Linked DNA regions of Mus musculus: regions 2, 3, 4 and 5 are each linked to region 1. The links are chromatin contacts, called in public Hi-C and HiChIP or PLAC-seq maps. All regions are on one chromosome and are shown on one strand. Each heading gives the region's core, a stretch centred on a gene start, on an enhancer-like site or on the middle of the called end of the contact. The rest is flanking DNA. Distances are from core to core; before and after follow the strand shown. Region 1 overlaps Rad51b (RAD51 paralog B). Region 2 has its middle 34 kb from the start of 4933435C09Rik. Region 3 overlaps 4933435C09Rik (a long non-coding RNA gene). Region 4 overlaps Gm46361 (a long non-coding RNA gene). Region 5 overlaps Gm36132 (a long non-coding RNA gene).

The links. Hi-C and Micro-C count contacts between places; a contact is called where the count stands out from the background. HiChIP or PLAC-seq counts read pairs in DNA pulled down with a chosen protein or histone mark.
Region 2: a contact with region 1 is called in a Hi-C map of liver, with 2.2 times the contacts expected there. The contact joins two enhancer-like sites. A contact is called at or near these places in 1 of 15 datasets of contacts at CTCF or cohesin (the NIH/3T3 cell line), 2 of 484 Hi-C or Micro-C datasets (bone marrow-derived macrophages and liver) and 1 of 115 datasets of contacts at active chromatin or transcription factors (pancreatic cancer cells).
Region 3: a contact with region 1 is called in a FOXA1 HiChIP or PLAC-seq map of pancreatic cancer cells. The contact joins two enhancer-like sites. A contact is called at or near these places in 1 of 484 Hi-C or Micro-C datasets (bone marrow-derived macrophages) and 1 of 115 datasets of contacts at active chromatin or transcription factors (pancreatic cancer cells).
Region 4: a contact with region 1 is called in a FOXA1 HiChIP or PLAC-seq map of pancreatic cancer cells. The contact joins two enhancer-like sites. A contact is called at or near these places in 1 of 115 datasets of contacts at active chromatin or transcription factors (pancreatic cancer cells) and 1 of 9 other capture datasets (embryonic stem cells).
Region 5: a Hi-C map of the N1E-115 cell line shows a contact between it and region 1, with 2.8 times the contacts expected there. The contact joins two enhancer-like sites. A contact is called at or near these places in 2 of 484 Hi-C or Micro-C datasets (the N1E-115 cell line and bone marrow-derived macrophages) and 1 of 115 datasets of contacts at active chromatin or transcription factors (pancreatic cancer cells).

The regions. Positions count from the first base shown.
Region 1 is chr12:79,558,326-79,560,894 of GRCm38.p6, forward strand. The region is part of intron 7 of Rad51b (RAD51 paralog B); the gene reads left to right. Among named protein-coding and RNA genes, the nearest start is that of Gm36048, 240 kb to the right of the region's middle. Within about 2 kb of position 1,271, at least 49 of the 459 cell types and tissues checked have an H3K27ac peak or open chromatin away from gene starts, as enhancers often do. A contact at or near this core is called in the N1E-115 cell line, liver and pancreatic cancer cells, where this site is marked.
Region 2 is chr12:79,968,788-79,971,356 of GRCm38.p6, forward strand. No RefSeq gene overlaps it. Among named protein-coding and RNA genes, the nearest start is that of 4933435C09Rik, 34 kb to the left of the region's middle. RefSeq lists an enhancer at 1-2,569. Within about 2 kb of position 1,289, at least 130 of the 459 cell types and tissues checked have an H3K27ac peak or open chromatin away from gene starts, as enhancers often do. A contact at or near this core is called in liver, where this site is marked.
Region 3 is chr12:79,943,530-79,946,098 of GRCm38.p6, forward strand. 4933435C09Rik (a long non-coding RNA gene) reads left to right here. Exons shown (of 3, transcript XR_381736.3): 2 at 2,150-2,275. Among named protein-coding and RNA genes, the nearest start is that of 4933435C09Rik, 8.3 kb to the left of the region's middle. RefSeq lists an enhancer at 269-2,569. Within about 2 kb of position 1,297, at least 93 of the 459 cell types and tissues checked have an H3K27ac peak or open chromatin away from gene starts, as enhancers often do. A contact at or near this core is called in pancreatic cancer cells, where this site is marked.
Region 4 is chr12:79,903,728-79,906,296 of GRCm38.p6, forward strand. It overlaps Gm46361 (a long non-coding RNA gene), which reads left to right. Exons shown (of 2, transcript XR_001780641.1): 2 at 98-855. Among named protein-coding and RNA genes, the nearest start is that of Gm51985, 5.5 kb to the right of the region's middle. Within about 2 kb of position 1,289, at least 114 of the 459 cell types and tissues checked have an H3K27ac peak or open chromatin away from gene starts, as enhancers often do. A contact at or near this core is called in pancreatic cancer cells, where this site is marked.
Region 5 is chr12:79,858,496-79,861,064 of GRCm38.p6, forward strand. Gm36132 (a long non-coding RNA gene) reads right to left here. Exons shown (of 4, transcript XR_381728.4): 4 at 348-2,139. Among named protein-coding and RNA genes, the nearest start is that of Gm36132, 7.8 kb to the right of the region's middle. Within about 2 kb of position 1,291, at least 105 of the 459 cell types and tissues checked have an H3K27ac peak or open chromatin away from gene starts, as enhancers often do. A contact at or near this core is called in the N1E-115 cell line, where this site is marked.

The DNA of each region.
Region 1 (2,569 bases), core at 21-2,520:
ACCCAGCAAGAATCAGTGCTCACGTGGAGCCTTTCATGGTATCTTTTTGGACACTTCTTCCTCTGTCATTGTCTCTGAAAGTAACATTTTCTGTGCTGTAATTGAGTGACCAATCTGTAAGGCTATGTCTCTCTCCCTGATCTCTGTTTTATAGATATATAGTTTTGTAAGAATTAAAAATAAAAGATTTGTCTTTGATCAAAGAGGCTATAATCAGAAGTTTAGATCGGAACATTTTGTGAATGAATATCAGAGGAGAGCTTTTACTCAGATAACTTAGGGGCAGCTTATATTTTCACATTTATATATTTTCAGCTTCATAACAAAAATCATGTTCAGTTCCTTTTTTTTAGTCACTCAGAATTTTTCTAAACTTTAAGGTTACCTTTTTATTGTTGTTATTATTATTATTACTATTTTGGTTTTGGGTTTTTGAAACAGGGTTTCTTTGTGTAGCCCTAGCTTTCCTGGAACTAGCTTTGTAGACCAGGCTGGCCTTGAACTCACTGTGACCTTCCTGCTTCTGCCTTTCTCATGCTGGGATTACAGGCTTGTGTTCCCACTGCCTGGCTTGGGGTTAACTCTGTTGTGGTTTTCATTCATGTGGGCTTTCACTCAGTAATCTCAGTTCCATCCACACAGGCTCCATTGGGTCACCTGAACATGACGTGCTTCTGCCTGTCTTGCCTGGTTATATAATGCTGTTCCCTCAGCCTTCCGTTCTTCCCTCATCTCCTTCAGGACAGCATTCCTGCGCTTCTTCCATTCTTACATTTCCCTTGGCCTTGCACTTGGGTGTCAGTGCTGTTCTGTGCACTGCTTTATTTGACCTATTCAGGAAGTACTCCATACTACCTTATATTTTAATCTGTTTTTGTTGTTGTTGTTGTTCCAGTTTCCTCAGCAACAAGGGGCATCCATACAGAGGACCAAGGCCATATTTTCTAAGCAGCATCCAAATGGTTTGCTTGGCGCAAAACTGCATATTTCTCTTGTTTCTTCATCAATAGATGAGAAACATTCGTATTTGGTTTCTCAGAAGTGCTCTGAGGAAAAGCTAAGAGACTGACAGTGAACTTGGAATTCTCTTAAAAGTAGTTACTATTTCTTTCAGAAGTATTACCACAAGTGTTCAGTGACGGCTGTATGACACAGCAACCTGACTTTTCTACAATATCTAAAAGTTAAAATGGACAATCAACCACAGTAAAAGGTGATATGCTTACCCTTTGCCTGCAGTCTGTTTAACCAAGCCAAGATGAAGCAAGAGTGCTGGGAAATGAGCTGTTCTGAGTAACGTATTTGTTTAGGCTGCTTCTTAACCTCTGCTTCCTCTCCATGGTATCTACCTTTTTCAATGCTCTTTTTGTGTAGGATGGCATGTTAGCTGTTAGAATAATAGAGATCATACCCACCGCGCCAGCACTAGTCTGTCCCAGTCTGATCACACTCACTTGACTGCTTACCAGCAGGAGCTCAAGGGTAAGTAGCAATGGGGCATTAAACAAACAAGCCAGCTAAGAGGGCTGTCTAGGCCCAAGGACCAGAGTTTCTGGATTTGTTTAAAGAATTAAGCTCATGCATTGCACTTTCTCCCTTTGCAGCACAGATAGAAATCTTTGCTGGGGGAACATTTCAGGATCCCAGCTGTGAGTATAACTTACAATGGAAAATGTTTTTCAGTTTGGAAAGAGGCACTTACACTTCTGTAATGGAAGACAAAGATAACAAGGGAGAAAATATGTTCAGGATTGTCATGGCTTGATGAAGAGAGCAGTCTAATGTTATTGTTAGTCCTTGAAATTAGGGCATCTCTGTTTGCATCTTCCTGTTAGATTGGTTAAGAAGTATACAGTATCCACCGTGTTGAGGACTGTTCAGCATTATGGACATTACAGTAATAGGAGAAGACATGGTTACTGCCCTTGAGGGAGTGAACATTGAATAGGTGACTGATATAGATTAGGATCAGCAACAGAATGATGTAAGTCAGGTGTAATCAAAGAGCCCCAGACAAACTACAGACCAGAAAGTAAGGAATAGATTACCATGGTCTCTGCAGTTACGTCGTAGCTTTAAGTTTCTTGGATATCCTCCACATATCATATCTTTTCTCTTAAGCAAGACTGTATGTGCCCTTTACCAAGGAAAGTGTTTACAATCGCAAACTTATGACTTTGAGTCTCTTGCAAAACTGTAAGAAGCGAGCGAATGGGAGCCAACAGTGTGACAAAGAGGATTGTGGTGCACCAGTGCTTCATAGCAAAGGAGGCACAATGCTTGGTCGTGAGACTGTAATAGAGACGATGCCCTTTTTCAGCTTTGTAAAATGTGACTTTTGGTTATAACTTCAAAGGAAAAAGGACTATTCTAACTTGATTACTTTCCTTAATTTAAAAAATATAGAACACTTCATTTCCCTCTCAGTCTCAGTATGTTTTCATTTTAATTTGCCCCACTTATTAGTTTATTCAGCACATAATTATTTTTGGCAGGCTTATATCCCATGTGCCCTGTGGGTATAAGGTTGGGGTCCTGGACAAAGCTGGAACAACTAAAGGGTAAAGCG
Region 2 (2,569 bases), core at 39-2,538, 410 kb after region 1:
AGCCTCATGTTAATGTGCTGAAAGGAACAGTGCAGAGAAGTGCAGGAGAAGTGCAGAGACTACGAAGGTTTCACAGTCCCAGGTGACCAACAAGTAGACTAAGAGCAGGTATGGTGATAATGTAGTCCATTAATCTCAGCACTCTGGAGACAGACGGAGGAGAATGAGAATTTGAGGTCAGCCTGGGCTGCATAAAAACACTGTCTCACTGTTGGAGCAGTGGCTCAAGTTAAGAACACTGCTGCTCTTGCAAAGGACCTGGCTTGGGTAAGCTACCCCGTGGTAGCTTACAGCTGTTCATAACACCAATTCCCAAGAGTCCTCCTGCCCTCCACAGGGACTCCTGTGATGTGCATACATATAGACAGACAAACAGACACTCATAAAAGTTCAAAAAAAAAAAAAGACGATTCTGTCTCCAAAACTATTTAGGGCAGGAAAGAGGAGGAACCACATATCTAGCGGGACCTAACAGCCATTTTGAAGTTCTTAGACACTAAAGCCTTGCCTTTGCTCTCCAGAGGTCAACCCATTTGTTCTGAACCCCCCATTTTGTTACTCATGTCCTTCATAGGAGTCCTCTGACCCATTCTAATCTCTCCAGTCCCAACTCTGACAACAGTGCTCCCTACTTCCCCGAATGGTCCTTCACTCATCCTTTCACAAAGTAAATGCACTGTCCTCCAACCACAGACTTCTTGCCAAATTCCTCCTGTCCTTGGGCACAAACAACCCAGAAGTGCTCTCAGATCCAGAACATTGTTGGGGAGTGGGAGGGGTGAGTAGAAGGGCTATTCACCCTCCTGAGCCTATGATGGGATGTCTGGGCAGCTACTTCAAAAACACCAGGGCCTGAGACCTGTTCCAGGGATGCCACCCAGACGGGACACTGCTCAAAGCCGCCTCCAGTCCTGGGAACAAAGGTGAGGAACTCTTGACAGGGAAACTTAGCCCTACTTACTGGGTATGAATGATACCACTGGTCAGCCCTAGCTGAGAGGGGGTCTGGGCTCTGTTTTGTTCTTCTCTGTTCTAATCTTGATACTTTGACTACATTCTCATTCCCTGTGGCTTAGGCTGTAATGGTGAGAAGCAACAGTCTTAAAAACCTCAGAGGAGCCAGCTCAGAAGAGCACCTTTGGCCCACCTCCCTCAGTGCTATAACTAATGGGGGTACTTTTGCTACCACCTCCTGGTGAAACTGCTCTGGCACACATTAGGAATTCTGTCTCTAGGTCCTGTGGACTCTGAGCTTCTTGGGGCTGTGCCCAGAGTCCACTTGATAGAGAGCTGGGGTTTTGGTTTTTTTCCTGTGGGGCAAACTTCTCTGGTTAGGACACAACTGTCAGGGCATGGCTTGGCAGAGCTTCCATGCCAAATAGGGGTATGTGTATGTGTGTGTGTTCTTTTGTCTGATTTCCCAAATTCCAGGCAGGAAAGCAAGCTTTCTGTCTCTACACAGCTCCAGATCCCCCTACCAACATTTGCATTCCCCGGGTATGAAAGGAGTTGGTAGCAGGCCCCATGGAGGACAAGGCTGTAATTCAGCCAGGCCCCAGTGACATCCCAACCGTGAGAGTGCAGCTGGGGCAGCTTACGAACAGCGCCCGGGTCCCAGGGGGAAGTCAGCCCTGTTCTCCAGCCCACAAGCGCCTATTGTTCACTTTCTTGTTTTTCTCCAAATGTTTAGATGTGCTCAGAGCACAGAGAAGCCTGAAAGCAAGACCATTGGCCAGGGCAAGCCTGAAGCAGGGAAACCCACCGCTGGAACTCTGGGGCCCCACACTCCCTCCTCAGCTCTTCCTACTCCCCCTGCCATGCGCCGGACTCCGGATCCAGGGGTGGTCTCTTCCTGGCCAGGGCTGTTCAGAGAGCAGTAGGCTTGGATTGTTCAGCAAGTAAAGTATGGAATCCAGCTCAGACTGGCTTGCTTGACAGTCAGGCACAACTGTCCACATTAACTTGAGGCTGTCCAACGTGAGGGCTGGGAGAGTCTGGGCAAGTGCCTTTCTGATTCCCCGCCACTGACCAAAGCTGCTGAAGACAGGAAATAGTCACTGAGTGTCTGTCGGGGCCCCTCTCTGCATCAAGATTGTGACTCTGAGGTTTGACCTTCAGGGTTTGACAACTGGCCGCAGCAGCGCTTATTGCGTATGCAGACTCAGGCAACCTCTCAGCCTCTCTGAGCCTCAGTTTCCCTTCTTGGTAAAATTTACTTACTCTGTCTGTAGAGAGAGCTATGGGGACACTCAGACTCTATAGGCTATTCTTCCGGTTACCATTGGTTACCATGACCCAGTTTGGAAGTTGCCCCAGCGCTGGGAACAGTCACTTGTGAACCTTGATGTCCACTGTGAGTCAGCACAGCTATGCAGGAGCAGTAGCGCCAGAGGAATGAAGGATGGAGTGCCTCTCGATACCAGGGTATAGAGAACATGCTGGAAAGCCAGCCTTCTCCCCTCCCTCTCTCCTCTGCCCCAGATCCCTTTCTCTTGGGAGTTCATATTACCTGCCCTCCCCCAGGCCTGGGATTGCAAGCTTCCCTGCGTCTCCAGGCCCTAACAGACCC
Region 3 (2,569 bases), core at 47-2,546, 390 kb after region 1:
CTCTAGCCTTGGGTGCAGTTTTGTTCTAAGAGCCTGGCCTGTAGTAGGTTCCATAAGCCAGTGGTAAGTGAGTGAACAAGTGAATGAATGAATGAATGAATGAGTAATTCATTCCCTTGGTCTTGCTTTTTCTTCCGACCAAATGGGTCCCATCACTTCTCTGTGCTTTTCTAGAGACTCTGCCTCCTCAGACAACCTTGTGGTGTGACAGGGCTGGCCCAGGGTCTCTCTTATGGCTTTAAGGAAAAGACATCCAGATTCAAGTATACCAATGATGGCAGCCTTGTGCTGGTTTCCACAAACTTGGTGTGAACCTTGGCTTGAATAAGGGAAATCTCTTCTCCCACAGTGCTGTAGACAAGATGCTGTTAACAGGGACTCCTTCCAGGCACTCTGAGGCAGAGTGTGGTCCAGGCCTTCCTTCTAGCTTCTCCTGTTGCCTGCAATCCCTGGGCACGTGTTCAGTGAGCATGGTGGTATGAATGAGAAAGCCTACCATAGGCTTATCATCTGAGACCACAAATGTGCACCACCACATCTAGATCTTTACATAGGCTCTGGGGATGGAGCATGGATGGTTAGGCTTGCGCAGACAAGCATTTTTAACTGCTAAGCCATCCCCCCCCAGCTCTCCGTTTTGCTTTTCTTCATGTGTCTTCTGTGTCCTCCCCCCCGAGTCTCCTGTTTCTTCTTGTCGCAGTCCTCATTTCACATCCTATATCTATGCTCGCACCCACAGATCTACATATAAACATCACAGGCTAAGATCTGATAGGACAGAGAACATACGGTGTTCTCTTCCTGAATCTGGGCCACCTCATTGAGTATAATTTCCAGGTCCACACATTTTCCTGCAAGTTTCATAATTTTGTCTTTCTTTACAGCCGAATGAAATGCCATCACGTATAAGTACCACATGTTCGCAATGCGTTTGTGTGTTGATGGCCATCTAAGCATGCTCTAATTCCCTGTTACTGTGAGTAGTGTAGCGACACACACAGATATGCAGGTATCTGATGCAGCCCAGGAGTGGGATAGATGGGTAAACTCCTAGTCCAGCCACAGACCACAGACCACAGACACATTCTTCTAAAAGACTTTCTGGGGACACTTTTCAGATCCTGGGGACACTTTTCCCTTCAGGAAAGTCATGGGAAAAGAGAGGCAGGCAGCAGCAGTTGGCCTGTCTTCCTCCACCCTTAGCAAGGCCACAGAAACCTTGCCCCAGCCCTATCCTCTGGAGGAAGTCAGTCAGCCTCACCCTGCCCCTCTGTCCCAGGCCCTCGGAGGCTCCCCACCCCCACTGCTCTTTTCTGTTTACACTGGGAGTTGAGCTTCTGCAGAGCTTAAGTGCAGTTCTGGCCCTTTTGTTTGTTTTGAAGTCAAGTTACAACTTTGCTCCCGGATTTATTGCAAATTCCATTTATCTCCCTCTGCCCTGGGTCTCTCTGTGCAAATCCTTTAGGTCTTCTCTCCCCACTGAGGACAAATGTCAATTGACACAGGAAAGGATAGGCGTGTACAGATGTGGGGGAGGGACGCACAAGGGCCAGAGCTGTCCCCAGGCTGGTAGCACAGGAGACTCACAGATAACCCAAGGTGGGCAGGCACAGCAGTCTGCCCATCACACACACACACACACACACACACACACACCCATTTTTCATAGACCTTAATAGGAAAGGAGAGCCAGGCCCAAAGAAATCCCAGTCCTGAGGGGTAAAGTAAACAAAGGGAGGTTCTGGTCTGAGGAGAGAAGCCTGTGGCAATTTTTAGCAGGAAGTGGTGTGAGGCCAAGGGTCCTGGGAGGCCTGGAATGGAAGCTCCTTGGAGTTGATCTGACAAGGGCTGAGGGCCTGAGAGTTGGGTATGGGTTCGAGTCCAGGCCTTGCTGGGAGAGCACAGCCTCAGAGAACCTGCTTCCTTCACGTGGCTATCTCAGGTCTCTCCAAACCCCACTGTGCCCGTAAACTGCTGCCGAAGAGCAAACATCACCACATGAATCTCACTAGGGAAAGAAAGAATCAAACTGAGCTGAACAAATTGGAACCGGGAAATCCCACTGTGCTGTCCGTCTGTTGGCGGTGGTGGCAGCGGCTTGTCCTTCCAAGACAGGAAGTGCTGATGGCCTGTCTCTTCCTTGCCTAAGGTCCCTGGCATGCAGAAGACACTTGAGTGGAGTAAAAGAGGCTGACCCTTCCCCTTTCCACCCCTAGCCAGGGGACCAGACAAGGGGTTAGAGTGCCCTGGAGCAGGCTCTGGTGGTGGGCAGCAGGTAAGAAGAGACACTTTTCCAAAATGTCTTCCCCGGGGCATCACCCAAGTCATAAAGCTAGAACCTTAGCCTCTCAGCCAAGGACCCCACAAAGCAGGGTTAGGGAGAGAGGACAGAGCACCCCACCCCTTACCTCTGAGAGCACCCATTGCACCTCTAAGTGCTGTTGTATGGGAGAAGCACTTCTCCACACAGGGCACTGGGCTCCATTCACAGTCTGTCAGGACTTGATTCGTCCTTGGTCTCTAATCAACTGGGCCACTGGCCCAGCCTCTCCCTGCCTCTCGCCATCCA
Region 4 (2,569 bases), core at 39-2,538, 350 kb after region 1:
AGTCTGCAATTTAGGATAGGCATGGCTTCCAAAGTCACCATCCTGATCATCCTGAGCATCAAAGTGACCCCTCCTGTGGACATTTGCCTCACTCCAGGGATATATAAAGAGGTGCTCAGCAGATGAGGACCAGACCTTTGCAACCGAAAATTCAACTTTAAAGTTCCAAAGATCTGTCCCAGGAAGGCTGGAGGGCTGTGTGATCTACAAGGTGAGACAGGGAATTTCAAGGTTGGAATCAAAGGCTCCTGAGCAGATGGAAAAAAAAAAGAAACATAGGTATGCAGCCACCCAGACAACAGCCAGTTAACCCTTCCTTTCCCAAGCCCACTGTTGGACTTTATGAGAGTCTCAGTCTCTGAATAGGTATGCCTCAGTTTCTCCTGCAAGCATGCTGTGACACATGGCAAACTTAACTTCTTTTACATGCTATATAATATCAAGAGCAATAAGATAGTATTATTTTATTGGTTCTATATTCTGTTTAATTTTTTGCGGGGGGAACACAAGACCTTGCTATGTACCCCAGGTCGGATTGAAAGTCATAATTCTCCTGCCTCAGTCACCCAAGTGTTGCAATTATAGGCGTGAGTCATCCATCATTTCTAATTCTGATTTTCTTCTCTGACTATCAGTGGTGAAGAGCTGAGTAAGTAAGAGTTGCTGTTACTCAGCTGGTGAAGTAGCTGGGTGGATTAGGGGTTTGCACAAAGCCTGACCACCCCAACTTTGACTCACTGGGACCCAGTGGTGGAAGGAGTGAACTGACTTCTGCAAGCTGTCTCCTGACCACCGCCTATATGTGTGCCCACACGTGCACAGATGAAGAAATAAAAATGTAATCAAAATCAAAAAGAGTCATTGCTGCTCTATAATGAAAAGATCTTCACTCATTAAAGGAACCCACAACGGATCATCTCATGCCTTCTTTAATAGTGCAACTTTGAAAGACATCCAGTTAGTGGCCCAGTGGTTATTTATTTATTTATTTATTTATTTATTTTCTACCTCTTCTGGAGTAGGTGACAGACACCACAGGGGAATGTTCAAGTGAAAAGCCCAGCATCCCTGGAAGACAAGAACAGAAGCCTTTGGACATCTGCACGGGACTCCATCACCAACACATCCAAACACTTTCTCGATCTGGAGGAAGAGCCTATCCCATGTTCCACAGAAGGCCCTGGCTCCTGCCAGTTCCTCCCTGGTTCACTGCTGGGAACCACAAGAGTGGCCTCTCTCATCCCTGCTGCCTCACTGGCCAGTGGAAGGGCAGAGTTGGCAGAAGAGCCTTTGTGAGCCTTGTTGACTCTGCTGGGTTCAGAGAGGCCTTCACAGTTGACTCAGCTAAGGAGAGTTGTTTACTTCCTGCAGCCTTGAGGTCTGCCAAGCACAGGGCCCAGCTGGGCAGTTCAGTGCCCGGGTCTCTCACTCCCACACCAGTACCTGTAGAGATCAGTGAACAGCCCCTGCTAGGCCGGCCAGACTGAGTCTGCACAAGCTGCCTTGGCCCTCAGCACAGACTCCTTCCTCCCTGCTAGTTCAGCTAGCCAGGCCTGCCTTAGTGACACTCCTGGGCTGGGTTTCTTTCTTTCTTCCTGAAGTCCAGAGCCCAGTTATTTACCCAAAGAAAACAGGGAAGTGACAAGGTAACAGAGTACACATGTTGTGAAAATATGCAGGCTGAGGCTGAAGAAAAGAAAACATTCTTCCATAAGGAACTGCCTTGTTAATTCATATTCTTCCCCCTCCAGATTAGAACCAGCCATTGCTTGTGCTCCTTCAAGTACTTTCTGTGGTTCCATGACAGCTGCCTACATGGGGCAAGATTTGGCTTGAAAAATGGGCCATCGGTCATGCTTTGGGTGGGGTGGAGGTTGTGGGGGGGGGTCAGACACTAAAATTCCCAGATAACTCAAATTCACTGCTCGCTCACTCTCTCGGCGGGATACAGGGGGGAGAGAGGTGGCATGGAGAATGGATTGTACAAACGTCAAGACATAACCTGATTTTCCACAAGAAGCCACAGCTCAGTAATGAACAGTCTTTGGAATGAGCTTTTCAACTCCTCTTGAAGTTGGTTTCCGATCCCTGGCAAACCCGGTCTCTGCAGCCTTGAGTAACGGCCACAGGCTGATTCTCGGCAATTAAAAATAATATTGGCCCTGATAGAGAACTCTTGGGCACCCCCCTCCCTTACACACCCTTTTCATTACGTGCCAAAGATTACTTTCCCAAACCTGTTTCAGAACAGCTGGCCGAGTTGGAGGAGCAGGCTCAGCCCTCGTGGCCTGGAGAGAGGCTGCAGTTATTAATAGCATTTGCTCTGCCTGGTGTTTGGGGCAGGAAGAGGGTGACCTGTGTCTGTTTGGAAAGTTGGGTCCTAATCAGTTTGGGGCCTGTTCTCTCTTCCCTGCATTCTTTAAACCTCAAGCTCTATGGATAGTGGCTGAGAGAGCCCACAGAGAGGCTGGGTAGGGCCAAATAGCCTCCCTATAAACCTTCAGGCTTCTCATTTCTTCCTTCGTGGTTGTTCTCTGCCTCTCAGTGGGTATTGGCCAGAGGACTGGCC
Region 5 (2,569 bases), core at 41-2,540, 300 kb after region 1:
TCACCTGCTCAGAGGGGATTTCCACCGAGCCCTTGCCGGGATGTGCGGTTTGATCGGCTTTACTGACCTGGAGTCAAGGTTCGAGGACATTGAGAGCTCTGAGGAGGACATTGGAAAGAGAAGGGCCAGAAGCACAGTGGGGACAGCAGCCCTCCACCTGGATGAGATCGTTCAGGATGGTGAGCGAGAGCCAGGCTGAGACAGAGGTAACTTCAGATGTTTAAGACAATTCCCTTTGGAGGGAAGACACTTCACACTGGGGCTGGCACCCTAGCCCTTCCTGCTTCATTGTACTATTTCACGGTGGCTCTGTTCAGACTGGCTCCTTTGGCATCAGAAGGCCCTCCTTGACAGTGACTGTTAGCTGATATTTATTGAACATTTGGTATACACAGATCCCAGACAGGCACTTCACATGGGCTAACCTCATGTGGACCTCACACACCCTCTGAGGTTGGGTCAGCAACCGCTCTCACTGTGAGTGACGTCCTGTGAATCAGCTGATCGATTAAACAAGGCCCTCCGGGTCCACAAGGAGCAGAAGGGGGATGATCCAGAGACTCTCCACATTTGGGTTTGCTGTTTTGAATGCACAAAATGGAATCCTTATTCTGGTTCTTGGAGGTGGGTCTTAGCCTCACTCATTGAAGTTCTGTTCTGAAGTTGGGCAGCCTAGGTCGAGCATGTGGTTATTAATTTCAAACAAGAAGGGGCTTATGTGTGTGTGTGTGTGTGTGTGTGTGTGTGTGTGTGTGTGTGTGTGTGTGTGTGTGTGGAGGGGTCAGTTCCTGCCCATTGAGAGCAAACAAAATAAAAAAGCAAATCCCAAACTTCCAGGGTAGAGTTGAAGTCTCTTCAGACCAAACCTCTCAGGACAGTCTCGAGCGGACAGCAGAAGAGTATAAACAACTCCTCTAGCACTTCTGAGACCTGTCGATTCTTCTCTCTCTGAAGCAGAGCCTTTGTGAAGTTCTATAATCCTCCTTGTAGCTCTGAGACCTGGCCACCCCGCTGGAAAGCAACCCAGAGCCATGTGATTTGCAGCATGTACCGGCTCGAATATGGAAGACAGTAATTACCTCCAATTCCAGTTAGGAAAGCTGAACCCTGCCTTTTTCGTGCCTCAAACAATTATTGAAGTGCCTTTTGAAGCACTGGACAGAAGAGAAAGGCAAAACAAACCAGAGCCAATTAGAGCCTGGGATTTGAGGGTGGCTTAGAGTGGTGCGGCGGGACTTGGGAGGAACTGTGGGAGAGGGTCAGAGGTTACCTCAAAGCTCCAGCTGCCAGGCAGCTTTGCCTGTGCCAAAAGAGCCATTACTCTGCCTCTAGAATCAAGGCCCTCGCCCTGCCTGGGGAATGCTTTGCAGGAACAGCCTCTGCATGGCTGTTGAAGAAGGCTCCCTGATTAGATAAGGCCTGGAATGTGTTTGATGTTGTGCAAAACAGCCTCTGACAGCTTTCCTAACCCCACGTCCAAGGCTTTTCCTCAGCAGAGACTCCTGTGTAAGGACCTAGCTCACAGAGAGCTCTCCTGCAGGGAAGCACCTTAGAGAAGTCTATGAATGTGTGTGCCACTGAGAAGCAAGATCTGTGGACTCTGGAACTCTTCTGGCTGTTTGGAGGCAGCCTGAGTAACCGTTGCTGCCAGTGGAAACCAGGACAGTGTCGTGTTTCTCCCCCCCCCCCCCACACCCCCATGAAGGTTGCAAGTGGCCTTGGGCTGGTGAGGGATCCGGGGGAAGTACTTCTTTATGGATCTCAAGGACAGTCCCATTCAAAGCTGTGACAGTGCAGGCCAGTGAGTCTGAGCACAGAGAGTTGGGAGCCAGGTTAGAGAGGTCTTGGGCAGGATCTGGGAAGCATTTTGAGTTAATAAATTAAGGATTGCCAAGGCAAGGTGGCGCCATCCAGGAAGTTCCAGTTTGAGTTTGGGTTAGGATCTGGGCAAACTGTAAGCACCAAACAGCCCAGAGAAAAACCACTTTGCTGAATGTCCCTACTTCAGCCCGTGCAGACAGGCTTTATCTTGTCCTTGACATGAGTGCCAGGCTCTCCATTTGCCTGTCACCTACCCATTTACTGTGCCTCCATGTCTTCCCTCTCCTGTAAGAAATGGTCCTTGAAGGAATTCTATTCCTGTAGAAAGAACAAGGTGACACATTGCTTTAAAAAAATGCATTTACTTGGGTGACATAAACGCAACATTCTGGTGGTCTGTAAAGCTGGCTTTGCCCAGTGTGGTGGCAAATACTTTTTATCTCAGTGCTGTGAGTTCAAGGCCAGTCTGGTCTATGAAGTAGGTTGTGGGCCAGCCAAGACTATATAGTGAGCCCCTGTCTCAGAACTAAGTGAAAGAAAACAAATAAAAACAACAAAATAGGCTTGTTGTGTGGTTGAGAGAGGAGGTTCACGCTGCGCCTCCTTTTTGGATAAGAATGGCAGCTAAGATATTCATGCTTTCCTATTCTTGGTTTGTCCCCTGGTGCACCCTCTGCTCCCTCCTATATGGGGATTGCAGTCATTAGCCTTGTTGCAGATGGGAGGGGGACAGAGAGAGGTCAGTAAC